Regions from separate parts of the Zea mays genome. Here region 2 is linked to region 1. A link is a contact called in public Hi-C data. All regions are on one chromosome and are shown on one strand. Each heading gives the region's core, a stretch centred on a gene start, on an enhancer-like site or on the middle of the called end of the contact. The rest is flanking DNA. Distances are from core to core; before and after follow the strand shown. Region 1 holds the start of LOC100284671. Region 2 holds the start of LOC542261 (aldolase 1).

What was found. Hi-C and Micro-C count contacts between places; a contact is called where the count stands out from the background.
Region 2: a contact with region 1 is called in a Hi-C map of endosperm, with 2.9 times the contacts expected there. The contact joins the promoter of LOC542261 here to the promoter of LOC100284671 in region 1. A contact is called at or near these places in 3 of 25 Hi-C or Micro-C datasets (bundle sheath, endosperm and tassel).

Annotation. Positions count from the first base shown.
Region 1 is chr3:169,647,197-169,654,706 of Zm-B73-REFERENCE-NAM-5.0, forward strand. It overlaps LOC100284671, which reads left to right and starts at 4,857. Exons shown (of 5, transcript NM_001365697.1): 1 at 4,857-5,286; 2 at 6,978-7,221; 3 at 7,341-7,469. The coding sequence starts at 5,175.
Region 2 is chr3:170,383,050-170,389,703 of Zm-B73-REFERENCE-NAM-5.0, forward strand. LOC542261 (aldolase 1) reads left to right here and starts at 4,706. Exons shown (of 2, transcript NM_001111866.2): 1 at 4,706-4,781; 2 at 5,697-6,654. The coding sequence starts at 4,754. LOC103650872 (a long non-coding RNA gene) reads left to right here. Exons shown (of 3, transcript XR_564423.4): 3 at 18-158.

The sequences.
Region 1 (7,510 bases), core at 3,607-6,106:
ATGTATAAAAAGCAAGCAACTTTACCTAGGAAGCCTACACCCTAGATTCATGGGAAAAGATTACTCCATCCATAAAAAACACTAATACAATACATATATGTTGGGACTGAATGATCATGCGTTTCGACAGCACACAATCATATTTGATGAGTGACTATAGCAATCCATTTAGGCGAAGAGTTATATCTTTGTTACCTTCTCTGTACTAAATTCCACATGCTTACAGAAGAGTTCATTAATTCATACCTTCTGTACTTACTCACTTCCACTTCCTAACATTCAACCCTGACAGCAAGGTTCCAATTGTTGAAAGATGAGTGCTCCTAGCCACCACCAGCCCTCTCGTGAACACTTGAGGCCCTCAACATCTCTTGGAACCTTATTGAATGTCGAGAGCACCTATCCCTACTAGGGCCCTAAGAGGCTATGACCCAATCATTGAAATCTAGGAGACCATAGCTGACATAGGTCCTCCCATGAATACCAGAGGCCCTCGACATCTCTCATAGTGTGTTGTGAATGTTGGGAGCTCTCACTAGGGTCCTTAGTGGTCCTAACATAGTTGTTGAAAGCTTGGAGCCCCTGGCTATCAGTAGGCCCCTCCCATGAACACTCAAGGCCCAAACATCTCTCAAGTCTCTTGGTGAATGATAAGAGCCTCTGGTTCCTACTAAGGCCCTAAGTGGCTCTGGTCCTAAAGCTGAGGCCACATCTCCTTTGCACGAGTTGGATGATGTGATATCCTGGCCTAAGGCTTAATAGGATTGATAGAATACTCATACTAATAAGGTGTCCCGTTTTTCGAAAGCCTATCTTGAAAGAACCTCTAGGTTAAGCATGGTTGGCTTAGAGCAATTTCGGAATGACTAATCGACGAAAAAGTTTTCTCGGGTGTGAATGATTAAGGACAAAGTGCATAGAAAGGACCCATGTTGGTCTATTGGGCTGGTCTATGATCCTAAATGATTACAGGAGTAACTACCACTTGTCTGAGAGTGGCTGGGGTGTTACAAATGGTATTAGAGCCAACCATCAAAGTTTTGTGGCACATGTGGGATAGGGGTTTGAGCAAATGGTTGATGCATGTCGCATGTGGACTTAGAATAATCACATGGCATGGCATATGATAAAACTAGACACAAACGTGGCCAAGAGGGGAAGTCTTTTCTGCGCACTTGGCTTAGAGCATCACATGAGTGATTGGCTTATAGTAATTTTGGGATTGGTGGCCGACTAGGAAGTTTTCTTGAGTACACATGAGTTAGGACAAAGTGTGCAGAAAAGACTCGTGTTGGCCTATGGGGGATTGTTTATGATCCTAGAGGGCTCTCGGGTGCACATTTGTGAGGATAGAGTGTATAGAAAAGACATGTGTTGGTCTGTGGGGATGGACTATGATCCTATAGGTTGAGATATGGTTAGAGTCTATGGGACCTTGCACTAAGACCCCTATTTCCTAGGTCCTAACCCCCTTGAGTCACCCCCCTCTTATTATGTCGTGTGTCATGTATAGTGGTCTGTATATTTTGCTAGCGAAGTCCTCTATGATGCCATGGCAAGGTACCTTAAGACGTAGAAGATTTGTACATAATCCTTGTTGCATCCTAAAAGTTGTGCCATTATTTAATTTCCAAGCTGCATTCAATCCTAGTGGTTACATCCTTCCCACTATTAGCGATACTTCATAACCCGCATTCAATAGAATGCATCACAAAGTGGGAGGCAAAGCCGGCGGAGATCAACATCAACTTTGTCCCCCTACCATGTAGTCAAAAGTCAATCTCTTGCTAATTTCATGGCTGAATGGACCCGGGTTCACACAACCACCAAACCGATGTCAGATTCCCACCCAAGCTAGACCCGACCTACTTAACATCACAAGGGGTTGGCTTTATTTGTTCCATGGGCCCCAGGATATGAGGTTTAATAAGTTTGAAGAGCTTAGCATAGAAAGGTCCCAAAGTAGTTTTGCCTCAAACTCTAGGGGTCTTATGGGCCTAGTAACTAAGAGTAGGGCAATGTAGGTTTTGGGCCCCCTATAATGCCATGGACCCTGAATTGATCTTTCCCTTGGCTCGATGTTGTTCTAGGGCCAAGTGGTGGTATCATAGTCATAAACAATACCCTTGGCGCCATAAGGGTCCTAAGCACATTTTGTCAAATCCCCCCTCAAGTTCTATCACTATTGGGATATGGGGCCCTTGATAGTGCAAGAAGCTCGCATAGGACTCGCATGGCCCTTAGGACACCGATAGCATCAAGGCCCCTAAGAGGGCAATATGCTGCATAAGTAGAAGTATAGGTTATTCCTACATGCAATCTTAGAGAAAGCAATAAAAATTACCTTATCATCGGCCACCCTTACACTATACGTATCTATAAGTTTTTTATGCTACTCTTAGAACCTCTTTAAGGCCCAGCTGATGACTTAGAATGGTGGTGTCACAAGAGCAAGCCCATGTGTGATGGAGCAAAGGAAGGGCAGACCGGGCCGAGAAGAGTGACCCACCATAGTAGAGCAAATCTATAGCATGATTTGACTATTGTTGGGGTACTGCCTTCAGGCATATTTATCATTCCATTTAGCACAGGGACATGCTGCTAGAAACCAACCCATCCTAGCTTGTGCAAAGATGCAATGACTTTGTTATACAAGAGATCAAAAGGGTTGCATTTTAATCTAAGAGTTGGACCCCCAAAAGGTATGGTAAAACAATTAAGGAAATTGTTTCATAAGTAGAGAGTACTTGAACCATGATTGGCTATTTATGAGTATGCCACCTCCTGCTTGTTGAGCTAGTGTGCTAGCACCTTGGGGGCCAAAGAAGGAGTTACATGAGGATAGGCTTCATAGGATAGGTAAAAAATCATTCATGCATAAAGTCATGAAGAAGGCCATAAAGTTCTACCATGTCGGGGGGCCTTACTTACACAATTCTTAGCTATATTCCTACGACTTTTTGCCTAAACCATTTTAGGGCCTTAGCTAATGGCTCGGGAGGGTGGTGAGACATCTGGTAGATGTTGATCAAGGATGGATTAGGACAAAAAGAATGACCCACCATGGCAGAGCGTATTCGTGCCATGCCTTCACTATTCCTAGGGTGTTGCCTCTAGGCATCTTTGATGAACTACTTAGCATTGGGGTCAACTGACATATACCACTATATTCTAGGTTTCCTAGGCGCACACTGACTCTATTTAAGTGGGAGCTAGGAAGGAACTATGTACAAGTGTAAAAATAGGGCCTTTGAAGGGGTATGACTAGAAAGGCTAGAAAGGTGTGTTAGTGATTACTTATATGAATAAGAGCGCTCTTATCATAGAGCTAAAAATTAGCTCACCTTGCGAAAATATAAAAAATACAATACAATTATAAGTTAATGGAAATTAATAGACTCTAATCATCAATTAGCTATCGTTAGCTTTTATTAGTTTAGAATTAACCCTATATTGATATTCTCGTTAGTTCATGTATCAAACATGCCCATAGTCACAACCGATTTAGACCCATAAGGGAATAAAGGTCCAACCCATATAGCTCCTCTAAGGTCGGAAGAGATACTGGGTCGTCCATTGGTGGTACTTCATGCCTAGAAGAAGCTACATCCCGCAGCCATTGCAAAATCCCCAAATCGATGGTGGAGCCGAAGGAAGGGGCGCAACTAGAGAGATCAAAGAAGGGAAAGAATATGGTGCGGGTGGCGACCTACTTCGCGATGACCTTCGGTGCGTACCTCTTCTGGCAGTCCAGATAGGGTCCACATATGGACTGCCCTTCACTAGGACAAAAAGGTACTATGTGGTGACACAATCTCTTCCCCTTCCCTCGCCTTCTGTATTCAAATCCAATCCTTGTTATTATGCATGTGTAGCTTGCAGAATCTGTTATCGCCTTAGCTTGTAAGATTTGGTTTCTCTATGCCCTTCGATTAGCAGTTGCTCGAACCACATGAATCTTGGAATACGTTGTTGGATTTGATGAAATGGATTTGGTAAAGAGTTTCTGGCATAACTCTGAGTGTGATGTTTTGAAGCATAGGCTCTCTTCATTTAGTGTTGCATGCTCCCTGCTACTCTCTATCTCAACCACGTTGCTTTCGGGTCTAGTCTAACCATGTTGTTGTTCGAGCACAAGACGAACCCAACTAGCCCCACCTCCCGAGCAACCGCTCCCGATCCCTCCCGTCACCTTCTCCATCGCAGTGGACCCATCTCTAGTAGCGCTGCAAACCTCTCACCGCCACCGCAATCTCATAACAGCGTCGACACGTGCAACGACGTGGTACACCGCTGATGTTGTGGTACTAGGAGCACAAACGCGAGCCAGTACTAACTTCGCTTTTCCCATACAGGTGTGTGTGGATAAAAGCATAGGTATACCTTTGGTCTAAAAGCGTATGCATGCACGCGGTATCCCTTCCTCGACCCACCTCGCGACCAAGCATGTCCTCTAGTGGCGAAGCTAAGGCCTGACTTGGCCCAACCCAAAACATATGTGGCCTATTCACTTTGAATTAGAGCCAGTTGTTTGGACTGCTTTATCTGTAATCCATAGAGATGAAACATTGTAAAAACAATAGAAGTTGTTTCATATTAAAATCAAGTGAACAATTTGATAATGACCAAACCCTATGCTTTCGCATCCTGGTCTTCGTCTCCACACGTCTCGTCCTCGGCTAATCGTCGTCACTTTAAGATTTGTTCGGTTAGAAGAAGATAAGAGAAGATTAAATCTCCTTTTAATCAAAAATTAATTAGAAAATAATTTAATTTCCTTGATCTCCTCTTGTCCCTATGCAACCGAAAGTCTTTTGGGGGCGCGCCTCCATCTCCTCGCGACTGCCGCACACGGCACATCTCAGCGCCTCGCCTCCACCAGTCCACCTCCACAACGTCACCTTCACCTCCTCGCCGCCAGACGCGCCCGCCGCCACCCCGTGAGCCGGCAACCTCCCACCATCTAGCCTCTGCGCCCGCCCGGCCACCGGGCACTGGCCACGTCCGGCCGACGGCCGCCTGAGGCAGTGAGGCCTGACCACGCCCTCCCTTCTCCACTTTGTGTCTGTGCCCGGTCTTGGATTCGTGGTTGTCTCCGCCACTGATCTCCTCCTAGCACGGCAGCACCCCAGAGCCCTAGCGCAAGCCTGGTGCTCCAGATCTCCACCCTGACCATGTCGGGGCGGAGACAGGCCTGGCAGTTTGCGGCCGCGCTGGTCTTCTTCCACGGCTCCGAGTACGTCCTCGCTGCCGCTTTCCACGGCCGCCAGAACGTCACCGCTACTTGTGAGTGCACCATGACCTCATGTCTCTTGCGATTTGAGTGTGCCTTGGACTGTGTGCTCGTGAAATTCGGTGGATTTGAAACTGGTCTTATGCAAATCCCAAATTCTAGCGCTCTGCTCAGAAGTTAAAACAGATCGCCTTCGTTGGGTGAGTTGATTTGTGCTCGTGAGGTTTACTAGATATCAAAGTTGTATTGAGGGATTCCTAGATTCCACCTCAGTCTCGTTACTAGATTCTAGCAGTCTCACTGAGTAGTTGAAGCAAATTTCTGCTGAGTAAAGATGTGTGTCTTCACAATTTCTTGCTTGGGTTTGAAATGCCATTTGGCCTAGCCAGAGTATTTGTAGTGGACTTTGTAGTCTATATATTTTGTAAACTGCGCTTGCTATCTGATCTACGTCAACTTTAGCAGCTAGCACCTGTCTGTTTCATTTAATAGAAACAAGCTGCCAAGTGTTGCTCCTATTGAATTTAGAATTTAAGGAACATATCACAGTGGGCCTGGATTTTCAGTTAAAATCTCGAAAATTAGAAAGTACGATCAAAGTTCTTCAGTGAACATGTTTTGACAAATGAAGCTTATAAAAAATTTAATTGCTTCATAAATCATTAGTTTTTTCCACAATGGATGAACCGAATTTCATTATGGACGGTAAGTAAATTGCACTGGTTTCAAGTCATTTCCCAGTTTCAGACGGCGAGTATGCCACACACAGCAAACAACAAGTTTCAGATCGACATAAGAAGAGCAGACTTGCTGCTGGAGGACGCTACATGAGTGGGGTCTGGGGAAAGGATAAACCAAGGCATGCATTTTTCACGCAAATGCGGAGAGGCCGCTTCAAACCCGCAATCTGGTGACTCAGTGAGACAGCTCTCACCACTGCACTAGGCCTGCCATTCATAAGAAGCTAACACTAAAAACTGAACCAACCTATTACAAGCCAGATGAGGGTGCCACGGCACGCAAGCCAGCGAAGAGTGACTTCCAAGCAGCAAAGAACTGAAGTCTTCAAGTCTTGATGATCACCTGAGAGTCATCTTTCTGTTGGACTTGCTGGTGGAATTGCAAAGCCACCGATTTCAGAATTGCTGCCCCCTGTTCCCATCTGACTCGTAGGCTCTTGTTTCTGAAGCCCTACCCAATATACATGCATAGAACAAATCAAACATAAAATCTCTGTAGGAGTCTTTACTCTTCCCATCAAAGCAAATAGAGTATGGAATTAGTTACTTCTAATTGGGCTTGTGCAACTGCAGCTTGCATTGGGCCAGCTCATGTAGTATGTGATCAAACCATGCTTTCCTTCCAAACAGGGATTAGGTTGCACCAATGTTCACGGTATTTTCATTTCAGAACACTAAGAAGTACATAAATAATTCCTGAAACTTGGCCTAGCATGATGCTGGTTTTTGTTTTAAACTGTTAATTTTTTAAATTCTGGCTTTGATGGAAATGGTGAATATATCAAGGGTTCTCAAAGTTTTGTAGGTCTTCTGTGGACAAAACGTGCAATCAAATAATACAACCAAAAGTTCAAAACTTTATTTAGCTACTGGACACTGATCAAACAGCACCTGGAGAAGCATTTGGCTGTCGCTTGTTGATACTTACAGTTTAGATTATACTTTGCATTATCCTCTCTTTATTTTTGGCAGTATTGTTAGTAATGAAGTTGCTTCTCATGCAGCACTTCTTATTAGCAAGCAGTATGTATTGGCAATGGGTTTTGCAATGCTGGAACACCTGACAGAAATTCTTATTCTCCCGGAAGTAAAGGAGTTCTGGTTTGTCAGTAATATTGGCCTTCTAATGGTTATTATCGGTGAAATTATCCGTAAACTTGCTGTAGTGACAGCTGGACGTGCCTTCACACACGTTATAAGAACTTATTATGAAGATCAGCATCAATTGATCACGCATGGACTGTATAGGTAAATGATTATTTACCTTTTGCAATAGTTCGAAAGTTATTGAGTTACTACTCTACATTTGCCCTACAACAATTCAGAAGTTTCATTTGTTAATTGTTATAACCTGCTTAATTGTACAGGTTTATGCGCCACCCTGGGTATTCTGGCTTTCTTATATGGGCAGTAGGAACCCAGGTTATGCTGTGTAATCCATTATCAACAGTTGCATTCACATTGGTCTTGTGGCGATTCTTTTCAAAACGGATACCGTATCCTGCCTGAAATATATTTTATTTGTCCCTCCTTATGT
Region 2 (6,654 bases), core at 3,456-5,955, 740 kb after region 1:
ATTCTTTTGATTGCTAGGTGTTGCCCGTTCTGCGGGTCCGGACCCACGACCGGTTTCTGGAGGAGATGAGGTACGATGAGAGGTACACTCCTCTCCTACAGAGGGCTGGCTTGGACGTCTTATCGTACCAGGTCCGCCGTGGGCTGCCCACTTTCAACAGGACACCAGCGTGCTTACATGGGCTTTCTAAAACTTTTGCAGGTGACTTGGCAACCGTATCTTGATCCATATTTCGCCAGCATACAGTTGAGCAGCATGTGCTCAATAGACGAGGACATCTACCTCATGAGGTGTCCCCTCATCTGTTTTTATGCTGTTGAGTACCACTTGCCCCACAGAGTTGCTCGACAGTTCGGATTGCGCCAGGAGTTTCCGGTGGAGCCATTCTCGACTTCAATAGAACTTCATAAGTGAGTTACTAAATGCACTTGTTATTCTAACTAATAATTGAAATATCAGTTAGTCGCTAATATATGGTTCTAACTTTTGCATGTTCGACAGACAGAGACAGAAGAAGGTCACGGACTTCGAGACACACCATCGTGATTACATTGATGAATGGGACCAACAGGGGGATCTGAACTATGAGAATGACCAGGCGCACACAAACTACAACTTCCGGAGGTATTTGATTTGGTATTCTGGTGTGACTAGGTGCAAGTTGAAGGGACAGTGGACAGCTGCAGACTACGCCGAGCAAGAATCGTCAGACGACGAAGACACAGCTTTCGACATAGCTGCTCGGCACGGGTCCCAAATTGAGGCTGCTCCAATCCTTGATAGAGTGGTAACTATTTCTTTACTAAAATTAGAGATTTCAATTCAATGGGATATGTCTAGTTTTGAGCATCCTAATGTCTTAACTTGTGATAGGGAAACTCTATGCTCGTATCTGTTGTTGAACTCGAGCGTATCTCACAGAGAACTTCAGATACTACTACGCTATCGTTACTATCAGTGAGTATCAATGTCTAACAGAAAACTTGTTTATTTGTATGTTGTAACATATGTCTTTAACCAACATTTCGATTACAGAGGGTATCACGTCGTCTTCGTCGAGCAGCCGCTCGATGTGGATGTCGGTCTCTAGCGGGCGTTGACGTGCAGCTGCCTGTGCCTCGTATGCAGCAGGACGTTCAGCCTCCCATTTGTGCAGTTGGACCATCTACAGCAGGACTCAGCTCGTCGCGATCGACGCGGGACACGTTTGAGAACGTGGCCCAGGACGACGACGACGATGACGACGACGACGACGACGCTGGCGCTGGCGCTCGCGCCGCAGGTCAGGTGGAGATTGGACCGTCTCAGTTGCAGGATGCGCCTACAACTCAGCCATCACAGCTGACACCACGTAGAAGGCGTCCACGAGACCCTTACACTCCAGGCACCGACGCTCTTGGGGCCAAGGGCAAGGGTAAGACTAGGAGGAAATGAATACTATTGTGATATGGACTGTGTGATTTGGACTTATGCTGGAGACGTTGTAATATGAACTATGTTATGTGTTTTGGACTATGTGTTGGGGAACTTGTATTTTGGACTTTGTTTGTGGACATTCTATGAAGAACTATGTTCTGTGGATGTTTTTATATTCCATGTTATTTTGTGATGTATTATATGTTGAAATGCTTATATGTCTTATAATATGTGATTATTTGAACTGTGGTTGTTAATAAAACAAGGGGAACTCTTGCAAAAAATTTTTGTGAACTGTAAAAAACATAATAAGCAATAAGTAACGCATCTTTAGAGTTCTAAATTATTTTTGATACATAAATACTACATAATAGGCTACAATTCTTCAGTCTGAATCACAATCTATGAGTAACTCATCTTCGGAGTCATCCGTTGCGCAATCCTCAACAACAACCTCATTCCACTTGCTGCATTGTCCTGCATCACACTTGTCACCAGTTCTTTTGTAATAATTGGCTTCTGCTTCATCTGCAGCTTGGGAGAATAGCTCATCCTCAGCCTCAGCCTCATCAGACTTCTTCTTGTAATAAGCTGCCTCTACCTCTGCGGCGGCCTGTGACATAAACTCATCATCTTCCTCTTGAGCACGTAATCCTACCTCAGCTAGTGCTATGAGCTCACTCAACCTTGACATGTCGTCCTCCTCTTCTTCATGTAATCCTGCCTCTGCGAGGGCGATAAGCTCACTCAATCTAGATGTGTCGTCGTCGTCCTCCTCCATCAGCTCAACCGTTGCCATTTTATCCTGAACATATCTCGCATGCGCCTCATCGACCAAATAGTTTACGCCGCTTCCAATCTCTGCAAATATAATGAGAAAATTAAGTTAGCAAAGTCAGAATAAATAAATTGTACTAACATAATTATAATATCATTTATCTCACTTACTTCCCTTGAGGCGATCAGCAAGATTATCCAACATCTGTTTCTCGGCTTGAGCCGCTTCCCATTCCCTTGCATCATGTGCTCTCTTCTCATCTGCCGCCTTCAACCTCCTATACTCTGCACGCTTCGGGCTATCATAAAAGGCAGATTTTGCTTCCCTACGCATGTCGCGTATGCGGTCGTTAATGTACGAATCAACGAGCCGAGATCCACAACGCATCTTCTGTCCCATTATTCTCTTGGACTCTATTGTGCGCATCACCTCTCCTTTGTCGTCGTAACTCTCCCAACTGCATTTCCTCGTCTCCTACAAAAAAAATAGTAAGTACCGCTATAACATTACATCTGGTGCAAAAAAATACCAACCTCATCGTAATCGACCATATGTCCACAAAAATATCCAACACCAAGCTCCGAAGGAACTAATCCATACTTAGCTTCAATACCACATTTGCAGAGTACTGGATCAAATTTGACCTCTTCTGCCGCCCACCCCATGTATCTCTTTTCCTTTACCTCTGGCTCTGGCCAATGGGACAAAGGACCATACAACCACTCTCTGAAACGACACTTACGCCACCCGTATGGCTGCAAGAGAAAAAATTAGTAATTTATTGTAAATAAAAACTACTTCATACATTTAGCGTATCAATGGGCTCACATAATCAATGTTCGGACAACAGAACTGCTTGTCATAGTCTTCGTCGATGACAGCACGGTCTCCACAATCGCATCGAGGCGGTGAGTCCATCCGTCTTTCTATTGCTACCTCCTTCTCCGCATCCGTCATTGGTGGAGGATTCGGGGGAGGAGGTACCCAACGCTTAAAACGCTCATGACTGGTCTTTCCACTCAACCAATTAACGAAAAGAAGATATCGAGGGTCAAATTTATCAGGACCATCGATCCACTGGAAAAAGAAACACTTCTGATGTCCCTAAAATAATGGAAATATGCACTATTACATATCTACAAAATAATGAATGGGAACAAAATTAAGTGACAAGTCATAAGCTACGTACGTCCAAAGTGCCACAAAGGTAGTAGCAGCGAGCAGCCGTGTCTGGATGTTGTGATTGATGTACCCAAGCCAGTCTGCCACAGTCACAGTTAGGCACGGGGAGTTCAGGAGGAACAGGAGCATCCTTACTAGATACGTCCGGATATAACTCCCGAGGACGACCTCTCTTCTGCCACAACGCCTCTCGGTACATGTCTTTCATCTAATAAACGATTATAATTATCACTTGTACTTATTATGCTTTATAATAAGTTTACACAAACTAATAATCGAAATGATAATATAATAGGTGTATACAAATTATTAAACTAACAACCCAATATACAAAACGAATCAGTTGTAAATCATACCTTGGCCTACGAAGTGAACCAACTCAAATCTTTCAATCTAGCAAATTTTCACGAAGTTTGGAAATGGACCGAAATGAGCTGCTCTCGTCCAGCCGCGCGGGCGTTTTTATAGGAATTCGTAGCTCGGCGCCAAGATCTGTGGCGCCGAGCTACGAGGCCGCGCCGCCGCCACGCCAGAGCCAGGTCAGCCCTAGACGCAACTAGCCGTTGCGGCCACGTCACAGCTCGGCGCCACAGCCTGTGGCGCCGAGCTGTGTTAGCTCGGCGCCACGGCCTATGGCGCCGAGCTAAGGGTCCAAAACTGCATTTAAAATTTTTTTAGGTCTAAACGTGATTTTACTTCTGTTTAAGGGCTAAAATACAAAAAATTCGGGCCAAGGCCCTAGCTATGATAATCGAATCTACGTATATAAACAACGAAAATAAATATTTAACAAAAAAAACATTGGAAAATATGATTATCACATGCTGTATCCAACTGCACTCTATGTTTTAATTATTATCTTTTTTTTGTCTTGGAATGGTGTTTACTAAAATGATAATCCCACATATAGAAGGTACGGAAACCATAGTTATTCTAATAATTCGAAGCTGGAAAGCGCCTTTGTAATAACCAGTTAACAACAAAAAAGACTCGATGTCACCGATGCACTTTACACTATGTTGTATATAGCAGCCAAAATATATGGTAAAAAATAGATAGATATGCCTCGTGGAGAAAGAGAACCGGCCGCCCAGCCCAACCAAAACAAAAAACCAGAAAGCCGCGTCGACGAGACTGCACATGAAAACCGGGGGCAGCGCCGCGCCGAACCGGGCGCGCCGCACAAGGTTCGATCCGCCGGCTCCGGTGGCGCACCCAGATCAGATCCCCCTTTCGCTGGTTTCTTTCCCCTTGGCCAAGCCCAAACCGTCTTTAAATACACCCGTCGTCGTCCGCATCCCCCGCCTGCCTTAACCATTCCTCCCAACACCACCTCGCCTGCGATCTTCGTAGCCTCCGTCGCGTCGAGCATCGATCATGTCGGCCTACTGCGGAAAGTACAAGGGTACGTCCCATCGTCTCCTCCTCCCCCCCTGTCGTGATCGTATCCTCGTTCGTTGCTGATCTTCGTTGCTGATCTGCTTGTGATGCCTTTAGGTCTCGTGTATCGTAGATCTGTTTAGTTGTTTCGTTGTTGGTGCGCTCAGATCTCGCTGTGATTGATGGGTATGCTAAGGCTAACGGCTATATGGACGGGAGAACACTCTTTGTAGACTGTACTGTCCACAGATCGGAGTTTGAAATGGAATGTGTGGACAGAAATCTGGTGGCCTAGCCTAACGATTCGTATAGGTCTGAGAGACTCGTTCAGTTGTAGGATTTGTGGATTTTTTTTAGATCCGTACAGGATTGTGCTGTCGTGTGCCCGCCAGGGGCTTGGTGGTTGCCAAAAGGTGATGCCTCTGATCGGTTTGGATATGGGATTTGCTTACTTTTTGCTTCGATTTTATACATACATATAGTGGTATGCATCTGCTCGTCCTGTTTCCAGTTGATGAAACATATTCTCCTGCTAGCAAGTTTTATACAAAAATAGAGGGACTAGTTTTTATATGGTTGTTTCAAATTATATATAGCCTGTTTGTTCAATCTAAATATATTTGCCTGTTGTTTCATGGCTACTAGAATAGATGCTGGACGCATATACATCTAGGACAGTCAGATATGTAAATCGTTTAAAGCTTTGTGCTAGTCTAATCTTGATCTGTGGTTCCTTTTAGTCATGATGTTTATGCCGATACAATTATATATAAAGCAGTTTTTGGTTAATAAACAGTAAACTTCCTGAATTAATAATTAAAGTTTATTTTGTATTATTCAGGATGGCCTCCTGATTTGATAATGGAAGTCATTTTGTATTATTCAGTATAGCCTTGGTACCTGGTAGATAGCCATGCTTATTATGCATATTGTTTTGCAGATGAGCTCATCAAGAATGCTGCCTACATTGGCACCCCCGGCAAGGGTATCCTTGCTGCTGATGAGTCCACTGGCACCATTGGCAAGCGCCTTTCCAGCATCAATGTCGAGAACGTTGAGGAGAACCGCCGTGCCCTCCGTGAGCTCCTATTCTGCTGCCCTGGTGCTCTCCAGTACATCAGCGGTGTGATCCTCTTCGAGGAGACCCTGTACCAGAAGACCAAGGATGGCAAGCCTTTTGTTGATGTCCTCAAGGAGGGAGGCGTCCTCCCTGGCATCAAGGTTGACAAGGGCACCATTGAGGTTGTTGGCACTGATAAGGAGACCACCACCCAAGGCCATGACGACCTTGGCAAGCGTTGCGCCAAGTACTACGAGGCAGGTGCCCGCTTTGCCAAGTGGCGCGCTGTTCTCAAGATTGGCCCTAATGAGCCATCACAGCTTGCCATCGACCTGAACGCTCAGGGTCTGGCTCGCTATGCCATCATCTGCCAGGAGAATGGTCTGGTGCCAATTGTTGAGCCTGAGATCCTTGTTGATGGCCCTCATGACATTGATCGCTGCGCTTACGTCACTGAGACCGTCCTTGCTGCCTGCTACAAGGCGCTCAACGAGCACCATGTCCTCCTGGAGGGTACCCTCCTGAAGCCCAACATGGTGACTCCAGGCTCCGACTCCAAGAAGGTGACCCCTGAGGTGATTGCTGAGTACACCGTCCGTACCCTCCAGAGGACCGTCCCTGCTGCTGTGCCTGCTGTTGTCTTCCTCTCTGGTGGACAGAGCGAGGAGGAGGCCACCCGCAACCTCAATGCCATGAACAAGCTCAGCACCAAGAAGCCGTGGTCCCTGTCTTTCTCCTTCGGCCGTGCCCTCCAGGCGAGCACCCTCAAGGCCTGGGCTGGCAAGGTGGAGAACCTGGAGAAGGCTAGAGCTGCCTTCCTCGCCAGGTGCAAGGCCAA